3 separate regions of the Mus musculus genome follow, and regions 2 and 3 are each linked to region 1. A link is a contact called in public HiCAR-type and promoter capture Hi-C data. All regions are on one chromosome and are shown on one strand. The core of a region is the stretch at or near the end of the contact, and the rest is flanking DNA. Distances in the headings are between cores, read along the strand shown. Region 1 overlaps Gm29571 (predicted gene 29571). Region 2 overlaps L3mbtl3 (L3MBTL3 histone methyl-lysine binding protein). Region 3 holds the start of Arg1 (arginase, liver).

What was found. Promoter capture Hi-C pulls out the DNA fragments that hold promoters and counts their contacts. HiCAR-type assays count read pairs that join an accessible place to other places.
Region 2: a contact with region 1 is called in a HiCAR-type map of embryonic stem cells, with 7 times the contacts expected there. The contact joins two enhancer-like sites. A contact is called at or near these places in 1 of 15 datasets of contacts at CTCF or cohesin (the NIH/3T3 cell line), 2 of 484 Hi-C or Micro-C datasets (cerebral cortex and cortical neurons) and 3 of 115 datasets of contacts at active chromatin or transcription factors (all in embryonic stem cells).
Region 3: a promoter capture Hi-C map of embryonic stem cells shows a contact between it and region 1, with 2.3 times the contacts expected there. The contact joins the promoter of Arg1 here to the enhancer-like site in region 1. A contact is called at or near these places in 4 of 39 promoter capture datasets (the C10 cell line, embryonic stem cells, pre-B cells and 1 more), 1 of 484 Hi-C or Micro-C datasets (liver), 1 of 115 datasets of contacts at active chromatin or transcription factors (embryonic stem cells) and 1 of 9 other capture datasets (embryonic stem cells).

Annotation. Positions count from the first base shown.
Region 1 is chr10:25,630,300-25,635,208 of GRCm38.p6, forward strand. The region is part of intron 3 of Gm29571 (predicted gene 29571); the gene reads left to right. Among named protein-coding and RNA genes, the nearest start is that of Gm36908, 11 kb to the left of the region's middle. Within about 2 kb of position 2,277, at least 8 of the 459 cell types and tissues checked have an H3K27ac peak or open chromatin away from gene starts, as enhancers often do. A contact at or near this core is called in embryonic stem cells, where this site is marked.
Region 2 is chr10:26,330,932-26,335,840 of GRCm38.p6, forward strand. L3mbtl3 (L3MBTL3 histone methyl-lysine binding protein) reads right to left here. Exons shown (of 22, transcript NM_001359254.1): 10 at 889-1,024. Among named protein-coding and RNA genes, the nearest start is that of L3mbtl3, 41 kb to the right of the region's middle. Within about 2 kb of position 2,155, at least 14 of the 459 cell types and tissues checked have an H3K27ac peak or open chromatin away from gene starts, as enhancers often do. A contact at or near this core is called in embryonic stem cells, where this site is marked.
Region 3 is chr10:24,925,383-24,930,291 of GRCm38.p6, forward strand. Arg1 (arginase, liver) reads right to left here and starts at 2,088. Exons shown (of 8, transcript NM_007482.3): 1 at 1,930-2,088. The coding sequence starts at 1,986. It overlaps Gm40616 (a long non-coding RNA gene), which reads left to right. Exons shown (of 4, transcript XR_001779741.2): 2 at 1-435; 3 at 1,580-2,391; 4 at 4,110-4,909.

The DNA of each region.
Region 1 (4,909 bases), core at 1,027-3,526:
AACTTTTGGCTTAAACTGAAAAAGACGTTACATCAGTGGCAATAGATGATTCTAGATAAGTCTCCACCTGGACCACTGTGAGTCAAAGTCCACCGTTGCACAGAGCATGGTGAGCATGGCAACTGATTGTCCTGAGTCTCATGGAACTAAGAACTCTTCAGGTGAAGGATGTAGAAAAATAGTTACCGAAGTAAGGAGGCAGAATGGACACCAAAGACAGCACCCTTCAGTCTACAGAAAAGCATTACCGACAAAAACAAACAAACAAACAAACAAAAACCAAAAACCAACCAACCAACCAAACAAACATTTACTTTACGCAGGTGTCATGTAAGACCTTCATTCCCTTTACCTGAAAGTCATCCCACATGCTGCAGGTACTGAGGAAGGTGCTAGTATAAGTGACTGGGCCAGGACCAGGGAACAGTGTGAGAGTGTGAAGATTTAGCATTCAATGGGATTCCTTGACAAGCCTGATAGAGCGTGAAGAAGTAGCATTCAATAGGATCGGTGTGCTTGCTTTTATACAATTCCCCCCTCCCCAAACAGGAAAGAACCCCATTCACGAACTAAATTTGGACCCATATTGTTGACAGAAAAATTTATTTAAAGGTTTGCCTTCCCTATGACTATGGTATTAGAACCATAGTCCGTTCATCCTCTGAGGGGTTTAGGACAACACTTGGCTTGGTAGATGAGAGATCTCTTTGTTTTCTTATTACTCTTTGCATTTGCCTAGGGATTTAGTGCTACCTCCTCATGGCTCTTGATCTGTCTTTGTTGTTATCACACCATCACACACAGAGGAAATACAGTTGGTGTTCTCGATCTTGGCTGTGTGCATCTCCTGCCACATAGCTGCAGGGATCCCAAGGACATCATTTATGGGCTAGGTCGCTGAATAATTTACTGTTCATACAAAGGCCAGCAATGGGTACTTTTATCTGTTGATCTCGCCAGGAGATGCCAGTGCTCAGTCAAATTGGGATTGAAGAGGCCTTACGGCAAAGACTAGAGAGTTCCCGACAGGGAAAGGAGAGCCTTAACTTGATGCTAACTAGCACTTTCACTGCATAAAAACCAAAAGCCCAAACCCCAAATAAAAGAAGAATCCAGACAGGCTATAGTGGGGTAACTAGTTATGTTAACTCAGGAACTGAAATCTCCTAAATAAACCAGTAGTCCACCTAAACCAGTAGAATCTATCCTTAAATCTCTCAGAAATTCCAAAGCTGGCACACCACATCTAAACTTTACCTGTTTCAAGTTAATAGTGCAAGAAGATCGATGCTCCAGCATGGAGAGTGTGTGGTTTATTTACATCTGTATTTGTGCTTTGATTTATTTATTTGGAGATAGAGCCAGAGCACTCTTCTGCTTTGGTTGTTTGTTAGCTGAGAGCCCTCTGAGACCAGAGGGTCAGAAAAGGAAATGAATGAATGTGATGAGCCACTCTGCCTGTTTCTTCCTGTGTGTTGTCAGCTTTTCCAGGTTGTCAGTTTTGAATAATGCAGAGTGTATATAGACACTTAATGTCATCAAGATGAGCCTAAAAACAAGAAGGGCTGGTGACACAGTGGAACACACTCCATCAGAGAGCAAGATCCTTATACCAGGGGGCATTTTGGTATCAAGTTTATTCACCTACTGTTCTTTGTTTGACTTGTTTCATTTTATGTTCCAAAAAAACCTGAAATGGAAACATGATCACCCTGTACCACTTTTATCATCCTTTGAAGTTATGCTCATTGGCTGTTAAGGACGCCACATGGTACCAAAACAGATGGGTACCTGTGCACACCATAAGCACGGAAAAGATTGATTTGCATTTTGTACAAGAAAAGGGTTATCATGTCTTTTGCATCTGGGTGTTTCTTTTCCAGGAGATAAATATGCATGTTTGATGAATATTCAAAGGAGCCATCATGACCTTAGCCTGAGTGAAGATCCCATATTCTGGAAGTTTGTAATCTCTCCTACAAACTAAAAATCTTCACTATGAGTCTCAAAGCACCTGCAGACACATCTTTGAATACATTTCACCATGTGTAGTCTCTTTGACTTTGCCTGAGCCCCATCTGGGTCCTCTCCAGGGAGGTAGAGTTCAGCAGATTCCAGATGTTTCTGGCTTTGAACTGGGAGAGTAGGTGGAGGCAAAATAAAGGAGCTTCTAGTCTTCATCGAGTTTCCATGATAAAACCACGGAAGGGTGTGGGATATGGCTCAGTTGGTAGAATGCTTGCCCAGCCTGAAACTCCAGGGTCGATTCCAGCACAGCACAACCTAGGTGTGGTGGCGCAGGCCTGTTATCCCAGTACTGGATAGGAGAATAGGAAGCTGAGGTTACTCTTTCAGATCTTATACAAAGAGTTTGAGACGCCAGGCGTTGGGAGGCAGAGGCAAGCGGATTTCTGAGATCGAGGCCAGCCTGGTCTACAAAGTGAGTTCCAGGACAGCCAGGGCTATACAGAGAAACCCTGTCTCGAAAAACAAAAACAAAACAAAACAAAACCAAAAAACCCAAAAAAGAAAAAACAAAGAGTTTTAGACTAGCTGGTTTGGGCTACTTGATTCCTTCTCTAAAGAACCAACCAACCAAACAAACAAACACAAAATTGAAGAGGCTTAGCTTTAAAGGAATGGTGAAGGTACTCACATTAGTTAAGGAATTTGGGAGAGATTTTTGGAAGGGTCCATTACAGCTTAGTATTTATCATACAGTTATATTACATTTCTTTCTATTATTACTATTTATATCCAAAAGGTTATAAATATTGATTTGGGGCCATGCTTAAAACTTTATGTTTAGAGCTGATCTTTTTGATTGCTTTATTGGTTTCAAACATAAAAATCCTAAGTTAGGTCTCTCACTCATTCAATTGTGTCCTGACTAATGTTCAGCCCCGGCATTCCATCACACACTTGGATGAATAATGCTGTCTCACTCCAGATTGAAGCAGGGGAAATTTGCAATTCCCTCAAAGGATTGGAAATGAGCCTGTTGTCAAGCTGCCAAAGTAAATTAACAAGATTTAAAATTCACCATAATATCTATCAGAAATTTAAATGACTGGTAATTAAAGCAGGCCTTGCTCTCTCATGGCGCGTGCAGCCTGATAAAACAGCTCTGGTATTTTACCTCACCACTTCTGGGTGTTTTATTATATCTACTTGAGCACCAGGTGGCTTGTTCTGTAGAGTCTTATAGTCTATTAAATTCTAAACATGGTATAGTGGTAAAACACAATAAATATTTTATGCCACGGGTGAGGCTATGATCCTCAAAGTTACTTTGTGCCCTTGGGTTCTGTAAGAATGGTATTTTCTATAAAAATATTTGCTTATCATTATAGGAAGTTTTAAGGACACAAAAGGGAGAGACTCCCCGTAACATCACTTCATGGCAGTCATCATTAGCATGTTTGTGTGTGTTTACTGGGATTTATGTATTTTTGCTACATATTCTGAAATAGTTGTCATCCTTTTCCATATGAAACCATCTAAATATCTGTAAACCACCATTTTCTAATTAAAGAAGTAACTCAGTGAGAAGATAAAAGGAACCCAGAGTCTCATGGAGCAATCACCTCTATTAAAACGTCGGCATCTGCATATTATAACCCTTCGTTGTGTGTAGATGTATGCATTTTGAAGCCAGAGTGTTATTGAGGTAGTTGTCGGAGCTTGGGACTGGTGATACACTTACTTTGCAGAACCAGGGAAGGAAAGATGGATTTTAAAGAAACAGAAGATGTTTCTAGGTCATTTGGCAGTGAGAATGGTTTTCACTTTCTTGCCAGGAGCTGCTGCCGATGTGTAGGGAAGGAGAGACGATTGAACAGGAGAGAAGACACTTCCAGCTTAGTTACTTTGTAGTCGCTTTTGTGAGTGTGCCAAGCTGCCACCAATGAGCTGGGATTCCTCCTATCAGGCGGCACTTCAAACTAGGGTGCCACAGAGGACTTTAGCTGAACCCCGGCATGTCGGTTGGGATCTTCAAAACATCCTTTCTGTGTAGGGAAAACCCAGAAGCAGAAGACACACAACCAAAACATCTAACGCCATGAAGATTTGTCCCCAGCTCATGGAGATTCTTGACAATACATAGACTACTGTTTATTATTATTTGACTGTTTGCAAAGATGATTTTTAAAATTTTGGTCACACTCACTCTTTCCTCCAGCTCCTTCTGGATGCACCTCATTTCCATTTCCTAAGCTTGGTGTCCTCATTCAGAGAAGAAAAGAAAACAAACCATGGAATCCAATTGGTATTGCCTATGTACTCTTGGGTGTGTGGCCTCCCTCCTGGGTGTTCTTTACATGGCATACCCTTAAAGGAATGGACTCTCCCTCTCCTGGCAGCTGTCAGTTAACAATGGGTCCTCAGCTAAACGTGGAGCTTAGTGCATACCTCTCCTTCCGTGAGTACATTTTATCAGGTTGGAGCTTGCATAGGTCTTGTGCAGGATGCTCTTACGAAACTGAGTTTATGTGTGTGCCTGGATCCTCTTTGTTTCCAGCATCAGTCTATTAAGCATCACTTGGATTCCAATACTTATATATAGGCACTACTTACCTGCCTTTAGCTCCCAATGTGTTTGTTAGGAAATGTGTATGCAATGAGACTAGGCATGTGCTCTCAGAGGACCTGTTTTCCCATGACCAGTTTGGCCCTCTCAGCATCCCCTAGTTGATGGCTTCTGTAGGCTGTTTCACAAGAGATTTTGCTAATGCCAGTGGCATCTGGCTGTGGTAGATTTCAGAGTCATAGTGAGACTGACAGTTCATCATCTTCCTAAAAACATAAAGACAATTTAGATTGCCCTTTTGGGTGGCAATGTTTTACTTATTAGTTTGTGAACCTTGTGCCAAAATTGAGAGAATGGTGTCTTACAGTGATAGTATCC
Region 2 (4,909 bases), core at 905-3,404, 700 kb after region 1:
TCTGACAGATTATAATATAAAGAACTCTTTTGGGCATAGTGCCTCCTATAAGCACTCGGGAGACAGGAAAACTGGCAAAGAGCTCATTTGGAGAAAAGGCTATATGTCTCAAAAATAAAAAATAAAGAGTGAAGAACTCCACATGGCTGGGGGCATAAAACCAGCGTGAAGCATGTGGTTCACACAAGCGAGCCCTTTCATCTTGATCCCTATGTCCAAAAAATAATTATTAGTCCAACAACTAACTATGCATGGTAATTTTTAGTAAAATACTTTTTCAAGGTATGGGTTTCTCAGTATTCTTTCTCTTTCTCTTCCTACCTGTCCCTCTCCCAATGAAATAATGTCTACCTACCCTAATCTGTCTTGGCCTTGAAATTACAGTAAAGCCCGAACTAACTTCTAACCAACAATCCCCTCACCTTGCTAGCACTAGGATTATAGGTGTGTGCCACCATATCTGGATTATCAATACTTTTTTATATAGTAAAATAGCAGTAAAACTAATGTCTGAAATGTTTTTTTTCAAGACTATATATATACATATATATATATATACATATATATGTATATATATGTATATATATACACCTATGTATATGTATTCACACATATATACAGAGAAGACAGATCTGTTTGTAAAAGTTGTTTATAGTAAAGAATCATTATTATTCAGGTGTTATTTCATATGCAATAAGTACATGAAAATAATTCAGTATCTTAAATTAGATTTTCCTTTATCTCTTTGACTTTAAGAAGCATGCTTTACATCATGAACAATTAGCTTGAATTGATCTACATAAGGAATAACTCCTAAAGCTTCGGAGTTGGCATCTAAGAAAGAAAGACTGTACTGAATTTAAAGCCTGAGAGACAAAGTAGCAGCACCTTTTGGAGGGCGGAGCTTATGGCCAGTCTTCTCACACCAGCCTACTGGGTGAATGTCCAGAGCATCTGCATTTACCCAGAAGTCATAGCAATCAGAATAACCGTCAAAGTGAAGTTTTATCCTATATCCACAAACCTGAAATAGGTAATCAGGTAGAGTAAGTTAAAATAACAAGCAGATACATACACATATATATAGACATACACACATACAGATATACACAGAGATACATATATAGACATACACATACCAACATATGCATACAGACACACAGGCACACACAGACACACTGATACACACACACAGAAAGACTTATACAAATCACATATACAGATACACACACAAACATGCACAGACACATAGAAACCCATAGATACACATACATATACACACACAGAGATAGACATGTACACAGACACAGATATACATACATACACATATATGTTCATACACACACACACACCACAATAAATTAGCATAGGTATCACATGTGACATGTACTCAGAGAGGTTAAGGAAATGATGGCCTTGGCTGTAAGGTGCTTGTCACACAAAGGTGAGGACCCACAAGGAGCTGGAGGCTTAGTGAAGAGCTAGCACTGTGATCTCCCAATAATGAGTCATGGTAGTTACTGTCATGGAAAGGTCTCTATTAAAGGCATCCTATTAAAATTCAAGTGGCAGACCAAATTACACAAGGTGAGGCATTCTGTGGGAAAACTATGTGTGTCCTTATATATGTGTGTATCTCTTTCTAAAAAAAATGTATGGACATTTATACACATATTTACATGGATATACAATGGATATATACATATATATGTACAATTATTTATATGTAATACATTCATAATTAGAGTCTTAAAGAATATAACAAAATATTAACAATTACTTCTTCTGGGAAGTGGGAGCCAAAAAAAAAGAAGCAAAAAAAAAAAAAAAAAAGGGAATAATGTCACTCATGTTACATTTTAATTAAAGTTCATCAATATGTAGCATATACAAATTTACAGTTAAACCCACTTATCCCAGAATCTGGAGTCCTAGTGACACTGGGGAATGCATTGTCTCAGGAGGGCTGAGGGCTAATCCCACCTCCACCACCAGAGGGGTCAGAGGTCTCTTGTCTACCCTGCCTAGCAGGCAGCTGCCCCCACTCCCCCCATACAAGCTAAGCTCATTTAGAGCCTCTAGTCCCTTGTGGTCAGTACGGAGCCTCTCCTCCCCAACTCTCTTGTCCTCTGCAGTGATGTAACTTTGGTCAACAACCTCTTATAGTCTCAGCTTCCCTGCCTAAGGACCCCTCCAGGGCTTGAACCACCACGTGCACTATCTCTTACCCTGGTTACCCTCAGGCACTTTTATCATGTTCCCTCTCACCAAGACCCTGAGTCCCACCTGGTGCCTCCTCTCCGGTCTGAGGACTTAAATATCTTTTGTTTTCTCTTATTTCGTGTGTGTGTGTGTGTGTGTGTGTGTGTGTGTGTGTGTGTGTGTGTTATGTGCTCCCATAAACCTGGATCCCACAAGGTACTGCCATTCAACTCCTGCAGTAAAGGACTAACCCTAGGAAGTAAGACTTGTCCTTTCCAATTTGCTAATCGACCTTTCCCAAGCTTCCAAGCCTGTACCCAAACCTAGCCTAGTAAATGCTTCTGGGACAAATAAATTAATAAAGTTGATTTCCAACGTTCACAAATTATGTACCTATGAATTCACTTGCTTGTTGAAACTTTTCTAACCCAAAAAGTGTGAAGCCAGTGGTAACAAAGCAGGACCTAGCGAGGACCCTTCGGACTTCCTTCTGTGAATGAGCCCCCCTGTATGCTGTCTATTTAGTACCATTTTCCACACCTTCTTCCTTTCAGTTGGTGATTTCACTCATTAGCCTCTAACTTCCCAGAATGCTATGCAGAAGCAAACAGACTAGTGTTCATTTATGTGACTAGGAGCTTCATTTATGTGTGCACCGCGGAGTTGCTGATGAATGAGAGCTCAGTTTTGGGTTTTTTTGGTTTTTTTTTTTTTTTTTTTTTTTACAAAACAATAATAATAATCAAGGAGTCATCAAACAAAAACAAGTAAGTGTGTGTGCGCGCGCGCGCTCACCAAAGTACTCTTACTAGAGGAATCTAAGCCTGCATTCCCTCAAGGGGCAATGGTTTCCCATAAACTAATCTGAGCGATATAAGAATCTTGAATAAGAATAGCTGCAAGAATCAACTCCCTGCTGGTGATCCCAGCACTCACGAAACTGAGGCAGGAGGATGTGCAAGGTGGCCATATTCTATACATTAAGACTACTTCTGAAAAAAAGAAAGAAAGAAAGAAATGCAACTCTGGTGGAATGCTGGCCATCTCCAAAAGAAAGTTCCTAAGGAATCTAGCTTCCTTTCTCCTCATTCCTGCCAACCCTTTCTGCCTTGCCACCCCCCAGAGCTACTAATCTCCATTCCTTTGATAATTATTCAACACCCGGGTCTTCCCACAGGTAAGCCTGCTGTGCTCAGGACTCCGGCTTTACCCCTCCTTCCGCTCCAAGGGAGGGGCTGCTCCTCGGAGTAAAGCCCCAAACCCTCAGGTATCCAGAAGCCATCAGTTCTTTTGGCCTCTTAAGGCAGGGGAGCAGATTAAAATAAAGACACAACTGTTATTCAGTCTTGAGGTAAACAAATTCTCACACAATCTTGGTGAGATTTAAGAACTGACAAACTCAAGGACATCTAGTCAACGCTAAAACGGCCTCAGGGAGAAGAAGGAACCAGCAGCACTGACTTCCCTGTCACACAATGTCCTAAGCAATGTCCACAACATTCATTCTGCCATTCCAGGTTGGTTCTTAACAGATCTACAAGCAGAGACGAGACAAGGCAAGAAAGGCTGTGCATTCAACAACATAGTTGATGATATGGTGTGGACGCTATGCAGAGTCAGGATTCAAATTCATCCTCCTGCATCATAGAAATAGATGCAATTCAGTTGCTATCAACATGTCACTAACAGCCAATGCAACGTCTCCACTGTTGCCACCACCATATGAAGCCTGTGCCACTATGGTCTGGTCAGCTGTTCTTTTTTTCCCATTCTCTCTCCAAGGCCCCAGCGAATCTCTTGCATGAGGTCTGTTGCTGGTGTGATTTTTGTGGTATTCCTCAGCTCCGATGACTAAAATACTCTTTCACCACAAAACCCTTCCAACAAGACCCAATGGTAAATGTGTATATATGTCACAGAAGCAAGAGGCAGACTATGCATAATGTAACATTTACATGTCTGGAAGAAAAATATCTATATCTAATTTGATGTGCAGGGAAGGTATCTAGAAGCAAGCAATAACTGTAAAGGTGCTCTCTAGATTTTGGCAAGAGGCAGATGGGACAGAGATCAGTACTCTAAGACTCCGAAATTTTAACAAAGAGCAGACAGAGTTTACAATTAAAAATCTACACTTAGTAAAATAAACCTCTAAAAAAACAGGAGTTGGGGCTGGGCTTTGTAGCTTGGTAATAGACTGCTTGCTTAGCATTCTGTGACGCTCAGGGTTCCCTCTTCAGTACCACACAGAAGTAAATACAGGAGTTAAATCCCCGCCCCTACACTCTTTCTTTCACACACAAATCTCTTAAAAGCATTTATTATTTACTGAATCTTCAAACTCAATCCTGCCTGCAGATCCTTCCCTTGAACACCCAGGCCCACAGCACCAGGGCCTCACCTCCAAAAGCAGCTAACACTGCACTATTTCTCCCAAGATCCTAAGTGCAAGACAGCCACTCAGCACTGGGCACACACCACACCGTGACCTGACTCCTTTGAGGAGAAGGTTTTAAAAGATCCATAACCTTAGTTCAAAGGAAGGAGTACTACCACAGGAGGAAAAAGAAATTTTAAAAGTCTTCTCAGTAATATAATGTAAACACTGTGTGTGTGTGTGTGTGTGTGTGTGTGTGTGTCTGTTGTGTTTGCTTCCTTCTTGAAATCTTCACACACAGAGACATTGCAAAATACCAATTAAGTATTT
Region 3 (4,909 bases), core at 838-3,337, 710 kb before region 1:
CCCTCTGCCAAATGGCTTCCTACAGGAAAATATGCCGCTGTTCTTACAGGCTTGACACAATGAACTCCAGGCTCCTGCCCACAGCTAAGGGGAATCTCTGTCAGAGGAGCTTGCCTGAGACTGGGAGAGGGCAGCAGATGGCATTTGAAGACAGAGTCTCCTAAAAGGGCTTTGACCATGATGGTGGCCTCTGCTGATGCCCAGAGGCCAAAGTCTGTTTCCTTCCTGCTGTCCTCCTGGGTTCCCTCCCTCTTTTTTTTTTTTTAATTGTTGTTGTTGTTGTCATCATTTTCAAGTCTGTTTTATAAACCATTTCAAGGATAAATGAAGGGCTGGTGAGATGGCCCAGTGCCTGAATGTATATGAATCTTGAAGACATAAACACACACACACACACTTAAGAAGAAAAGTAAAAATTTTAAAACAAAAGAACAGGTAAGCATATTATGGATTTTTTTTTAAATGTTTGCTTCATTATGTGTGTGTGCATGTGGGGGTGGCTCATGGAGGCAGAACATGGTGCTGAGTTCTCTGGAACTTGAGCTATGGGCAACTGTGAGCCGTCTGGTGTGGGGGATGGGAACTGAACCCTTGTCTTCTCAAAGAGGAGCAAGTGCTCTTAACCACTGAGCCACTTATCCAGACCCATATTGTGATTTTTTGTTTGTTTGTTTGTTTTGGTTTTTCGAGACAGGGTTTCTCTGTATAGCCCTGGGTATCCTGGAACTCACTTTGTAGACCAGGCTGGCCTCGAACTCAGAGATCCACCTGCCTCTGCCTCCCGAGTGCTAGGATTAAAGGCGTGCGCCACCACGCCCGGCCATATTGTGGTTTTAAAGGCATCATGAATCAACAAAATACCCCCATATTCTAGTGTTCTGGGAGAGCTCTGTGGAGATTTTTCCATAGAAGGTGAAATGCTATTACTGATACCAAATACAGTCTGGGTCTCCAACCTTCCACAATTTGTATAGTGAAGAGGGTGTGTGTGTGGGGGGGGGCGGGGGGCAGATTATATCTTTAGGTTCCACAGTTTAAAAGGCTAAAGGCTGCCTGAGTCTAAAAGCCAAGAGAAAGACCCCACGTAAAACAAAAGGACCCAGGAGTCACACACCACCTTGCTTGGCTTGGATTCCCCCCGTCCTTTTTAAACACAGAGAGTTGGAGCCTAAGGCATCCTGCTATCTCATTCTAATTAGCAGCCTGAGCGTATCCACGCAGACGGGGAATGAGGAGCGCATTTAGGCAGTGCTGACATGCGTGAGTCACTTAGGCGGGCTAGGCAGAGATTTATGGATCCATTAGTCGTGCAGACCTGATGTATTGTTTTATTTGTTCTCCTTAAAGAGAGATGTAAACCCCCCACCTCCCCCCCCATCTCCCCCCCCCAACTAATACTCAAAATCATTAAGCTCAAAATACCATGAATTCTTCGCAAACTTGCAAAAGCTCTATTATTTAAGTTATCCAAATTAAAACAAGCCTAAAGGCTACCTACCACCACCCATTACATTTTTCTAAGCATGAATTACGTAACCAGACTAATGTGTTTTCTTACAATCTCTCACTCCATACTCAGAAAACATCAAAAGCACCAAGAGCCACCGTAACTATGAGAGAAACTGCAGCCCAGACACAGGTGATCTACATCCAGAGGGTTTTTCTTCAAGCTTTGTAGTGACTCTTTGTCTTGAAATGGACTTTGGCAGGATCCAAAAGTCGGCAAGCATACTATGCCACACAGTGGTGAAGAGACTTGAGCTCTAGCACCTGGAGCCCAGATGGTGCTGGGAAGCTTGTAGCCCCAAGGCAACGCCTGTTAAGTGTTAAGAATGTAACATTTCCAGCTTGCAGCTAGACCACGATGCCTGGCAAGTGTTAAAATGTAACACTTCCCAATAAATTCCAGTCATTCAAAGCCAAACTCACCTGTCCTTTTGAGAAAGGCGCTCCGATAATCTCTAAGGACTTTGGCTTGGAGCTCATGCTCTCTCTGGGTTCCAGCGGCTGCTGCTGCTGCATGTGCTCGGGCTGTCCAGCTCCTCTCCACCGGCCGTAACCCTAAAAGACAGAGGGCACATCTTTTTCCCCCCTTATAATCAGGTTGGATCTGTTTATCCAACAACTGGCTCCGCCCACCGAATGGAAGAATGACAGAGTCAACAGAACCTCCCCATCAGAGGAACTACCATTCTTCCCTCTGAGCATTATTCATCCGTCCAGTTCACACCCTTTTGAAAAAGCCAGCTGGATGACATTAATCTCTCCTCAGACAATTGACAATTATGTGTGATTTCATAACCTCATGTGAAGTGCTAGGCTTCCGGCCTGGGCACCTCAGGGCAGGGTGCTCACCTTTTCCAGGATTTAAGTCCACTGGGGACTTGCAAGGTGAGGCTAAAACAGCAAGTGGGGGGGGGGGGTGAGGGGGTGGGGGGGGTGTCTCTTACTTCCCTCCTGTTGAGCATCCTGAGTCAAGGCTTCAAGTTCTGGGGAAAGTGAGACACATTTCATGTGTCACCAGGTTACACTGTCTAGGAAAGCATGGGGCTGGTTTTTGTTTTATATTGTTGTTGTTGTTATTATTATTATTATTTACAGGAAGGCATCATTTATTTCCCTGACAACCCAAAGCAGTTCTATTTTTGAAATACAGTCTCCAGGAAAATCTCATTTTTGGAATCATGATATCCCAAGATAGGGAAAGCAAACTAGCTAATATGAGTTGTCTTTGTCGTGTGCCAAGTGCTATTCTAGTTAATGTTCTTTCGCTTCCTGTTTCCTCTTTAAACTAACTTCAGACTGAGAATCATTCTTATGCTGTTTTGCCCAGGAAGAGACTGCAGCTTGGTGAGGTTGCTAGTCACATACAGGTTGCAGAAGAATCGAAACGGAGCAATGGGCATTCTGCACCCGCCGAGCTGCCGCGATTCTAATCTACACACCAGCAGAGTGTCAGCAGGGCCCCCTGAGATCTAGGGCAGATGAGAGAGGCCAGCCGGTAACACCAAGCCCGATGACCCGAGTTTGACCCGAAGAACCCATTTGGTGCAAGGAAAGAGTCAACTCCTCCAAGTTGATCTCTGACCTCCACGTGGGTGATGTGGTCCGGTCCCTGTGTAAAGCCACCCCCAACACTAAAGAAATATTTTTAAAAGTATTAATTTAGAAGAAACACAACCAAGTATTCTCCCAGTTACAAAGTTACATGATTATAATTTTAAAAAGAAAACCCACATGTCAGAAGTAAATTTCTTTAACCTTGTGAGGACAAAAAGCACCCAGAATTTTAATACCTCAAGAAAGATTCTGTTCCCTCTACCATCAGTACATAGAATCGTTCAGTACAAAATAAACATTGACTTATTGATTGAATAAATGTATTGCATTTATTGAATGAATAAATCAAGAAGCCAAAGTCCCTCAGGACCATTTTGATACCTCCTTTTCAAATATATTTTTCATCTTACTATGTTTTTCTGATATACGGTTATAGATTTTTTTAAAAAATTGATTTATGTAAGATAGAATTTTCCTATATATTTGAAGCTAGCTAGGAATTTAAGTTTTACCTGCTCCCAGATCCCAAATGTGCACCTCTACATTTTTGTTTGCTTTTTGGAGACATGTTTTCTTTGTGTGGCTCTGGCTACCCTAGAACTAGCCCTATAGACCAGGCTAACCTTGAACTCACAGATAGCAATCTGTCACTGCCTCCTGAGTGCTGGGATTAAAGGTGTGTGATACCACCACCTGTCAATACCTCTACATTTTCTTCTATTTAATTTAAACTTTCTCTTTCTTTGGGCCTCTTGGTGCTGGCCCACAAATTCCAGCTATTTGAGAGGATGAGGCAGGGGGATTATAGGTTCAACACCTGCTGGGGTTATAGGGTTAGTTCAAAGGTCAACACAGAACCTGCCCCAAAGGTAAAAAGAAAAGAAGAAAAATGCCATTCAGGGGTAGATTGTTTTCCTGCCTGAAAGATGCTGGGCTTAAGTCTTGGATGCATGAAGAATTTGCTATTCACAGTGATTGCTGACTGTTGCGTCCATTTTTTTTTTTTTGTATTTTGTTTAAATCCTCCATTTCCCCTTTGTCTCTCCCAGTTTCCCCACCAGCACCAAATGGACAGACTCCCCACGTTACCACTGAGCTATCTCCATCAGATGCCAAGTTGCTGTTATAAACGATATGCTGCTCCATCTTCCAGTTTCCTCTATGCCCTGGGCTCATCACCTGTGGCTGCACCAATCCATGCAGCCTCATTGGTAGGGCTTCCGGAGGACGTTAGAGCTTCAGGAAAGGAACTGGTGCTCCTCTTTTTCAAAATCGCTTGACCTTACATTTACTTCTGTCGGGGTCTCGCAAATGTAGAGTGAGCCGGTGACTACGTTTTGAAAACAGTGCTACGGCCGTTACTAGCTTTATACATTCATTCATAGGTATTTGCTGTTAAACTTTATCACCAGGGCTTTTCCTGAAAGTCTTCCCTCGGGCAGTTTGAGGGTGACTTTTCATCATTGGCATCATTGGACTGACTGATCAAAACGCCCTGATTAAGTAAAACTCATGATTTCTTGACTATCTGTTTTTCTTGGGTCTTTATTGTTCTGGGTATCTCCATACACACGACGGTTCCATGTATGACACCGATTTACCCTCACAGTCAGTCCTATTAAAGTATCGCCTGCCTCCCTGCGTTCTCCTTCAGGCGACCATCCAGAACTCAGTGCACAAGTCCAGTTGTAGATGCAGTCATCTAATTCATCAAACATAAGTATCGTATTGTTTGCCTGTTCTGGGTCATTGAGGAATCAAAGGACAAGGAAATGCTTAACTAAGATCTGTGTTAGCCCAGCACCCTCAACCCAAAGTGGCACAACTCACGTACAGACAGGACTGTTGG